Linked DNA regions of Mus musculus: regions 1 and 3 are each linked to region 2. The links are chromatin contacts, called in public HiChIP or PLAC-seq and promoter capture Hi-C maps. All regions are on one chromosome and are shown on one strand. Each heading gives the region's core, a stretch centred on a gene start, on an enhancer-like site or on the middle of the called end of the contact. The rest is flanking DNA. Distances are from core to core; before and after follow the strand shown. Region 1 overlaps Gpr179 (G protein-coupled receptor 179). Region 2 overlaps Npepps (aminopeptidase puromycin sensitive). Region 3 overlaps Arhgap23 (Rho GTPase activating protein 23).

Region 1 (2,700 bases), core at 182-2,681, 130 kb before region 2:
CAAACAGGTTGCCCTCGCCCCCTGCGAAGATGAAGAGTCCCTCCAGAACCAACAGAACGCTCACACCAGCCGCATGCTCCACGTTTGTCAAAAGGAGGGCAGCCGAGAGCAAGAAGATAGGAACAAGAGAGTGGCCCCGGGTCCAGGGGAGCGGAAAGTTGAGAGAACTGGTAAAATAACGATGACCACACTGAGGCAAGTTTTTGGGGAGAAAAATGCTGAACAAGCGAAGGAATCCCCCGCGGGATACCAAGAGGTGCCCAACCCTGCCCTCCAGTCCCTGGGCAGTGCTGACCACAGGGTGGCAGAGGTGTGCCCCTGGGAAGTAACTGAACCCGAATCAGGAATGGACCCGCCAGAGAGTGTCAACAAGGCCAAAGTCTACTCCTGGGAGAGGACTGAGGGAGGAAGCCTTGAGAAGAAGCCATCAAGACAAGTCCTAAGTAGGTCCTGGGAAGAGAGAGAGAAAGTCCTAGCGGAGTCAGAGACCGAAGGTGTGGGTGCCATTCCTCGGAAGAAGCCGGAGAGGCTGGTCCGGAGCCAGGAGGCTGTGTGTCCCTGGGAGAGCCCGGACTCTGGAGGTCTGTCTCCTCAATTAGTGCATCAGGAGTCTGACAGAACTGGGGGCAGGTTTGTGGTAGTGAGCAAAGGAGACGCACACCCAGAGGCTCTTCCGTCCCATGCTGCCAAGGCAGAACTGTGCCTGTGGGAGATGAGTGATGTGGGGGAGGGGACATCTACTCAGAGGGTACAGGAACTCCCTGAAGAAAGGCAGAAATCCCCCAAGAAGGCAACCTTCTGGGGAGAACGGAATCTGGGCGGAGACCTGGTGTCTCTCTGTCCGTGGGAAAGTACTGATTTTCGGGGCCCTTCAGCCGTCTCACTTCAAGCCCCAGGAAGCTCAGGTAGTTTGGGCAGTGGTATTGCGGAGGTATGCCCATGGGAGGCGGAGAACATAGCTAATGACAAGAAAGCTGAGGTCTGTCCCTGGGAGCTGGGGGAGGAGCTAGCAGGTTCAGACGGGCTGAATCCGGGGGCAGATGGGAAGTCTCTCCCAGGAAAGGAGACTCCCTCCAGAAAGGGATGCTTAGCAGAGTCGGGGGAGCAAACCGTGAGGGCAAAACCCACAGTCCCTCAAGGACAGGAGTCAGTATGCCCTTGGGAGGATGAAGCCCCTGAGCGGTCCAGCCCACAGCCAGACAAAGCTTCCTCCAAGGCCGGTGAGAAACTCCTAAGCCATGGGGGTAGCCAGGTACTGCAAGTGTGTCCTTGGGAAGCAGTCAAGCCAGAGGAAAAGCAAGCAACACTTTCAACAGCAGAAATCTGTCCCTGGGAAGTAGATGGACAACCAGAGACCAGGACATCAGAACACCCATCAAAAGGAGAAGTTCACAAAGATGAGGAGAAAATGCCGGGGAGAGCAAGGATCAAAGCACAGGAAGAGGCTGAGGGGCGGATCCAAAAGCAGGAAGCAATCTGCCCCTGGGAGAGCATGGCCCCGGGTAGCACCCCACAAAGAGACACAGAGAAAGCCCAAGCCTCTCTCCAGAGGCAAGGCAGCGTGGCAGGCAGAGCTGCTGAGATCTGTCCCTGGGAAGTGGGGACTGAGGTTGGAGAGGAAAGGACTATTGGAGCTGAAGCCTCTGAGGCCCGTCCGAACGATGCAGGCCACGCGTCTACAGATTCTGGATCCAGGCAGGTAGCTGCCAGTGCTCCAAAAAAGTCAGAGAGGCTTGGTTCGGAGAAGGAGGTGGTCTGTCCCTGGGATAGCTTGAGTCCAGGGGACTCCTCTCAGCAGCCAGACACTCCGAACACTGAGAAACTAAAAGATGAACTCCAGGAACACGGGAGCTCCAGGCCCATAGAGGTGTGTCCCTGGGAAGCCGAGGAAGTTCCTACTGGTGAAAAAGCCAAGATCTGTCCCTGGGAATTGAATGAAGGGACGGTGGGAAAAGGACTGGAGCGAGAGCCGGGATGCGAGCCAGAACGGCAAAGGAGACAGAATCTAGAAGAGGCAGGACTCCCCTTCCAAGAAGAAGGCACGTCAAAGGGGGACACAAAACTCTGCCGGGAACAGGAAGGGGAAGCTATCTGTCCTTGGAAACCACCTGCCCAGGTCCCCAAGGTCTCAGACTTGCCCCTCAGCACTGTTGGTCAGGGAGTAGAAGGACAGTCCTTGGAAGCAAGTGACAGGGCATCAGAGAAGGGAGAGCTGAGACAAGACCTGAAGATGGGTTCTCTCCCAGAATACATAACCCAAGTGGTTCCTGTCGATGGGGGAGGAGCAAGCTCGGAACTTCAGCCTATAAGCCTGCAGGAAGGCATGGTACTGGCAGGCTCTTCCTCCCATCCACACATCCAGTGCCCTGACCAACCTAGAGTTAGCTCCCAGCCCTTGGTCAGCACCGGGGATGGGACTGCTGAGGTGTGCCCATGGGATGCTCCTGACTCGGACAGTGACACCAAGGTTGAGCCCTGTGCCCAGAAGGTGACTGGGAGAGTTACAGAGACAGAGATGTCAAGACAAGATGAAAAGGAGAAATCTCAAGAGGAGAAAGAGCGAGCCCCTGAAACACGAGATCACGAAGGTGTGGCCGTTCAGAAAATGCCACAGACCAGCAACTTTGGGAAGCAGGAAGCTGTGTGTCCCAGGGAGAGTCAGGACTTTGGGGTGCAAGCAGCTACAGATGCTTCTGATGG
Region 2 (2,700 bases), core at 149-2,648:
CCAAACCTGATGACCTGAATTGGATCTCCAGGATCCATTTGGTGCAAGTAGAGAACCCAAGACTTGTCCAGCTGTCCTCCATATCTCCTTGGGACACTCTAAAGGCCACAAATATGTTAGAGGCTCTACAAATGCTCTGGGTTTAAGAGCCATTCTTACAAAGGACCTGAGTTCAGTCTCCTGAACCCATGTCAGCCTCCAACGCCAGGGCATCTGAAATGCTCCTGGACTCACAGGCACACACTTATACTTAAATAAAAATAAGCCTTCAGCCAGGCGGTGGTGGCGCACGCCTTTAATCCCAGCACTTGGGAGGCAGAGGCAGGCAGATTTCTGATTTGGAGGCCAGCCTGGTCTACAGGGTGAGTTCCAAGACAGCCAGAGCTACACAGAGAAACCCTGTCTTGGGGTGGGGGGCGGGGAATCTTCAAAGCCAGGAATTGGTGGTGCACACATTTAATCCCAGCACTCAGGAGACAGAGTTAGATGGATTTCTGAGTTCAAAGCCAGCCTGGTCTACAGAGTGAGTTCCAGGACAGCCTGTTTTCTCTTTACACAGAGAAAACCCTGTCTCGGGTGGTGGTGGGGTGAGTTAAATAGAATCTTCAAAATTCCCAACACCCACGTGGCAGCTCATAACTGTCTATAATTATCTCATGGGATCCAAATCATGTGCAGACATACATGCAAACAAAATACCCATATACAGACAAATCTTTAAAAAAAGAAACAAAAAACCAAAGCAAAACTAGGTTAGATTTTGAATGAAGTGAGGGAAAAGACAGTCAAATAGACTTGAGGAGAGTAGAGGGGCCTGAACATGCCATGCTCCAGAGGGTCCTGCCTTGCTCTTTTCTTTTTCTAAGGAAAGCCTTGGGTGCCACAAGTGGCATCTGAGAACTGGAAATGTAGCTGGTCTTAAAGTATAAAATAGCCCAGACTTTGGAGGCTATTTGAGAAACAGAATATAAAAATCTAAATTTTTAAATATATTTATTATATTTGGAGTAATGTTTTTGGTCTGCCTACTTAAGATATTTTATGGAGAAAAAAAGAACTGCACAGTCATTAAGTAAACCGGATGGCTTCAGTAGGGTTATGTCATAAACTGGGCTCTATTCATATCTGCAAGCACAGCTGTATGTAGCTTTTGCCCGGGCCATGAATTGGACACACTGGTAGATAATTAGCATTTTAAAAAGCAGGTTCAGCCTCTATCAGTTTTTGATTAGGTTTTCGATTGCTAAGGAAGGATTCTTACAGGTCTGCTGGAGGAGTTGCTCATTTAGCCTATGTTGGCAATGGTCAATTCTCATGATGGAGGCTGATGAGTCAGTTAGTCCACATGATGCTTTTAGCAGTCCCAGTGTTAACTTGTTACTGTTGCTAACGGTGATTCTGCATTCCGGATTGTTTTCACACCAGGCTTTCTTCGAGAGTCACCCAGCTCCTTCAGCTGAGCGCACCATCCAGCAGTGTTGTGAAAATATCCTGTTGAATGCTGCTTGGCTCAAGCGAGATGCTGACAGCATTCACCAGTACCTCCTTCAGCGGAAAACCTCCCCACCCTCGGTGTGAGGCCTCCTCCGCACCTGGGCCTCACTGCCTCTCTGCAGGGATGAGGTGGAGCTACCAAACAGCTGACTCACATGCCAAGAATCTGGAGTCTTACACCAGTGGGGGTTGGACAATGAATGTAGTAGGTCCCTGCTCACACTCCAGAATTAAATTCTATTGAAAAAGGAAAATCAGCAGTTCAGCAAAAAAATAAAATAAAATAAAATAAAAAATAAAATAAAAATGTAAATATGATAGTAATAAACTAGAGCATAACGAAACTGTGAAACTTCCTGAAGCCTGTCATGGTCAAAGTGTTGAACACTCTCCTGTTAGTGACGGATATTGTTTTATAGCCTACCAGAAGGAAAGAGGCTTTGGGGGAAGAGGGAAGAGGGTTTTGTGAAGTGGGTGTCTGCAGCCTGACAAGCCGGGTATGTCCATCACTGGGGATGCTGACCAAAAGGCTGATAGCTGGCTCACATAGTGGAGCCTGTGCAGAATTATAAGTGGGTTTTCTTTTTCCTTTTTGGCATGGGAACCGACCAGGAAGGTATCTTTTCCTGTATAACTCAATCTGAACCAAGGATTGTAGTTCCCTCCCTGCCTCCCTTCTGTGTGATCCCCAACCCCCCAAAAAGTAATGAAAAGCTTTAAAAAACAAAACAAAACAAAAAAAAAACACACCCTCCCTCCCTTCCCGGGTTCTTCTCCCTTTAGTTCTGCCCAGCCCTGACCTGTCCTTAGATAACAGAAACATCTTTGATGGCCACATTAAATAAGAGGAGCTGATATGCTTTTATTTCCTATGATAACCTTCAAGGAACCCTGACATGCATAAGAGGTGAAAGAGTAGAAATAAAGATTATCAGCTAGGCCTTCTGCTCAAAACTGTCCGGTTACCTGACAGGCCAAATGCTGCACCTCTTCCGATCAGTATCAGTGAGCCTGGCTCACCACTTGTGCATATGAGGGGCCAGTGGGGACTGCTGTGGGGCCCAGATGTCCGCTGCACCGCTGTGTCGCCAGTGTGCTCACTAACAAGCCCCGCCACCTAACCCAGTGTGTTTTTACTAAGTCTCAGCCCTTTCCCCCACCCCTTTTTCTTCTCTCTTCCTTTTATTTTTTTCTGAATCCTTTTAT
Region 3 (2,700 bases), core at 108-2,607, 250 kb before region 2:
TCACACATTTCTGCACTTTGCCCCGTATCGCAGAACAGAAAAGATCCCCCAGGTATCAAATTCCCATTTCACCTTCTACCACCTGCTCTGGGCTCTCCAGGCAACCTGGTTCCTGGCACACAACTCTCAGCCTCCCTCCAGCCCTTAGTGAAGGGCTCCCCCAGGATACTCCCTCCCATACACTTCCTCTCTACTACAGACTCCCAGGAGCTTTATCTCAGCCTCCTAGACAGACAAACCCTACCCTGCTAAGCCCCTAAACTCCCTGTGCTGCGACCATCAGTGCACCTGTCACTGAGGAACAATGAGCACTTTCTCTGTGGTCATCAACCCCAAGAGGACAGGACTGAGCAAGCTGACTCCCTCACCTCAGTCACCTCAGGAGCAGGGGCTCTGTGCTCCCTGGCCTACAGAACCTCTTGACTCATCCTATAGTTCAGGGAACGAAGTTTGCTCCTGAAGTCGTATGCACACAACACATGGCTGTGTAGAAATCCAAACTATGGCAATTTAAAGTTCATTCTTCCCAGGTCCCACCCTACAGGGCCTTCTGTAGGTTCCACAACCATGGATTTGACCAAACATGGACCAGAAGCACTCAGAAAACAAAACAAAACAACACCTGCATCTGTACCAAAGGGTACAGAGGTTTTTTTTCTCCCTCCAAATCCCATAATCAACCCACAGGAACAACTATTTACATAGCCTCCCATAGCATGAGGCAAGATACGTCATCCGGAGATGAGTTACAGTGCCTGGGAGGATGTGTAAGCATCACACAGACACCAAGCTGCTTCATATAAGGGGCTGCATGTCCAGGAATCTGGAGACTCCATAAATACTGTGAGGGATTCCTGTAATGGCAGGAAGATAGAAGAACAGCAGCCCCCAAGTGCCAAGCTCTGTGGGGACCCCAGTCTCACTTTTCCTCCACTCTTTCTGCAATGCTAAGAATAGAACCCAGGCCCTTCCTTAAGTCAGGTAAGAGTTTCTCAAACACTATTTTTTTTCTCGTGTGTGTGTGTGTGTGTGTGTGTGTGTGAGAGAGAGAGAGAGAGAGAGAGAGAGAGAGAGAGAGAGAGAGAGAGACTAGGGTTTGAAACCAGGCCCTCACACCAGCTAGACAAACGTTTACCAATAGTCTATATCCCCAGCCCTTGTTTTACATTTTATTGAGACAGAATTTTAGTAAGTTGCTAAGGCTGGCCTTGAACCCACTCTGTAGCCTAGACAGGTTATGAACTTCCCATCCTCCTGTCTCAGCCTCCCAAATAGCTTGGATTACAGACTAGACTCACCACACACAGTATGGTACACCCTTGTTCACACCATGTCTTTTAAATGCTAAGGAGCAGGTTTGGGAAAGTGTTAGTCAGCTCCCCTTATAAACACTGAGTCATGAGCACTAGGCTCTGAGTCCTCACAGCGACAAGCCAAGGCGTCAAGAATCAATCTCTAAGCCACCCTGCCTCCTTTTTCTCTATCTCCAGCCCAGGGCTCCACGTCTGGTGCTCAGTCTCACCCCCGAGAGGTTAGAGCCCCTCCCTTCTGAGTTCTATTTGCCCCTTCCTGCTCCTCTCCTCACCCACTCACAAAGGCTCTTGGCTGGATCTTGTGGTGGCTTCTAAATGGTCTTCTTTCTCCCTGGCTTTTCTCACTAAGTCACCACGGGAAGCCACATGAGCACTAAGTCTGTGGCCAGAGGACCTCGTAGGTCTGAAGAGGACTGGCGTCTGCTTCCTTCACCCTGCCCTTGCTCCTTTGCCCTGAGCCCCGTCACTCATTCATGGTCTTTCAAGAATGGCTTGGTCAGGATGCACACATAGCTTGCCCTGTAGTTCCACAGCAGGCTCGCCTCTCGGTTAACCTCCTTTTCATGGTTCAGTAAATCTCCCTCCCCCAGAAGCTCTTCCTGGCCTCTCACCTTGACTCCTCAGGCTCAAGCCTGAAGTGGGGTCTTTTTTGGTTTGGTTTGGTTTGGTTATTTTGAAGCCAGCAGTTTCAGAGCAGGTATAAGAGGACCTGGAAAGTTCTGCCAGAGCCAGCTTCCATCCAGCCCGTCCTCCTTCCTCAGCCCACCTTACCTTCCCCTTCTTGGTGAGGATCTGTTTATAATACAACCAGCCTTCTCTCCTGATATCACTGAAGGTTGCATCTGAGAGGTCAGAGGTTGAGTGTCGTTTAGAGGGGGCATCAGCATCTTCAGAGGTGCCCCAGCTATCTAGAGACTGTAGGGAGAAAACATTAGGCAGTTTAGGGTGGCTCCCATAATACCAGCATCTCAGGAGCCTCATGGACCACTGGCAGCCACAAGGGCCTGGCGAGTGTCTGGGCTGTACTCTGATGTGCTGTGTGACCTCATGGGCTTGCTTGTCCTCTCTGGACTGTTTGTGTTGAGGTCATGAGACCTCATGAAGAAGCAAGAAAGGAGGAAAGAGCTCGACCTGCCAGCAGGACGTGTGGCTCCCCATGCTGGAAGAGCCAATCTGGGCCTTCCTTCAGCTTTACAGCCTCCAAGCATTGAGGAAACGGGGAAGCAGTTGTGGCAATAAGGAGTTAGGTAAACAGTGGAAGTGGGAACATCAACAAAGACCAAGCAGCGACATGACAGGGAGTCAAGCCCACCAGGAGTTAGATAACAAGTGATGGTGTCAGCAGGAATCCAGCCTCAGAGCTGGCAAGCACAGGGACAGTTCAGTA

Evidence for each region. HiChIP or PLAC-seq counts read pairs in DNA pulled down with a chosen protein or histone mark. Capture Hi-C pulls out chosen DNA fragments and counts their contacts.
Region 1: a contact with region 2 is called in a promoter capture Hi-C map of adipose tissue. The contact joins two enhancer-like sites. A contact is called at or near these places in 1 of 39 promoter capture datasets (stem cell-derived epiblast-like cells), 2 of 15 datasets of contacts at CTCF or cohesin (the NIH/3T3 cell line and embryonic stem cells), 53 of 484 Hi-C or Micro-C datasets (the AML12 cell line, the AtT-20 cell line, B cells and 36 more), 11 of 115 datasets of contacts at active chromatin or transcription factors (the 230-238 cell line, the HPC-7 cell line, astrocytes and 6 more) and 4 of 9 other capture datasets (adipose tissue, embryonic stem cells, liver and 1 more).
Region 3: a contact with region 2 is called in a FOXA1 HiChIP or PLAC-seq map of pancreatic cancer cells. The contact joins two enhancer-like sites. A contact is called at or near these places in 2 of 484 Hi-C or Micro-C datasets (the P5424 cell line and trophoblast stem cells) and 1 of 115 datasets of contacts at active chromatin or transcription factors (pancreatic cancer cells).

What each region holds. Positions count from the first base shown.
Region 1 is chr11:97,335,197-97,337,896 of GRCm38.p6, reverse strand. Gpr179 (G protein-coupled receptor 179) reads left to right here. Exons shown (of 12, transcript NM_001081220.2): 12 at 1-2,700. Among named protein-coding and RNA genes, the nearest start is that of Gpr179, 16 kb to the left of the region's middle. Within about 2 kb of position 1,431, at least 25 of the 459 cell types and tissues checked have an H3K27ac peak or open chromatin away from gene starts, as enhancers often do.
Region 2 is chr11:97,205,994-97,208,693 of GRCm38.p6, reverse strand. Npepps (aminopeptidase puromycin sensitive) reads left to right here. Exons shown (of 23, transcript NM_008942.3): 23 at 1,426-2,700. The coding sequence ends at 1,578. Among named protein-coding and RNA genes, the nearest start is that of Kpnb1, 19 kb to the right of the region's middle. Within about 2 kb of position 1,398, at least 65 of the 459 cell types and tissues checked have an H3K27ac peak or open chromatin away from gene starts, as enhancers often do. A contact at or near this core is called in pancreatic cancer cells, where this site is marked.
Region 3 is chr11:97,455,983-97,458,682 of GRCm38.p6, reverse strand. Arhgap23 (Rho GTPase activating protein 23) reads right to left here. Exons shown (of 19, transcript NM_021493.2): 6 at 2,085-2,228. Among named protein-coding and RNA genes, the nearest start is that of Arhgap23, 7.2 kb to the right of the region's middle. Within about 2 kb of position 1,357, at least 14 of the 459 cell types and tissues checked have an H3K27ac peak or open chromatin away from gene starts, as enhancers often do. A contact at or near this core is called in pancreatic cancer cells, where this site is marked.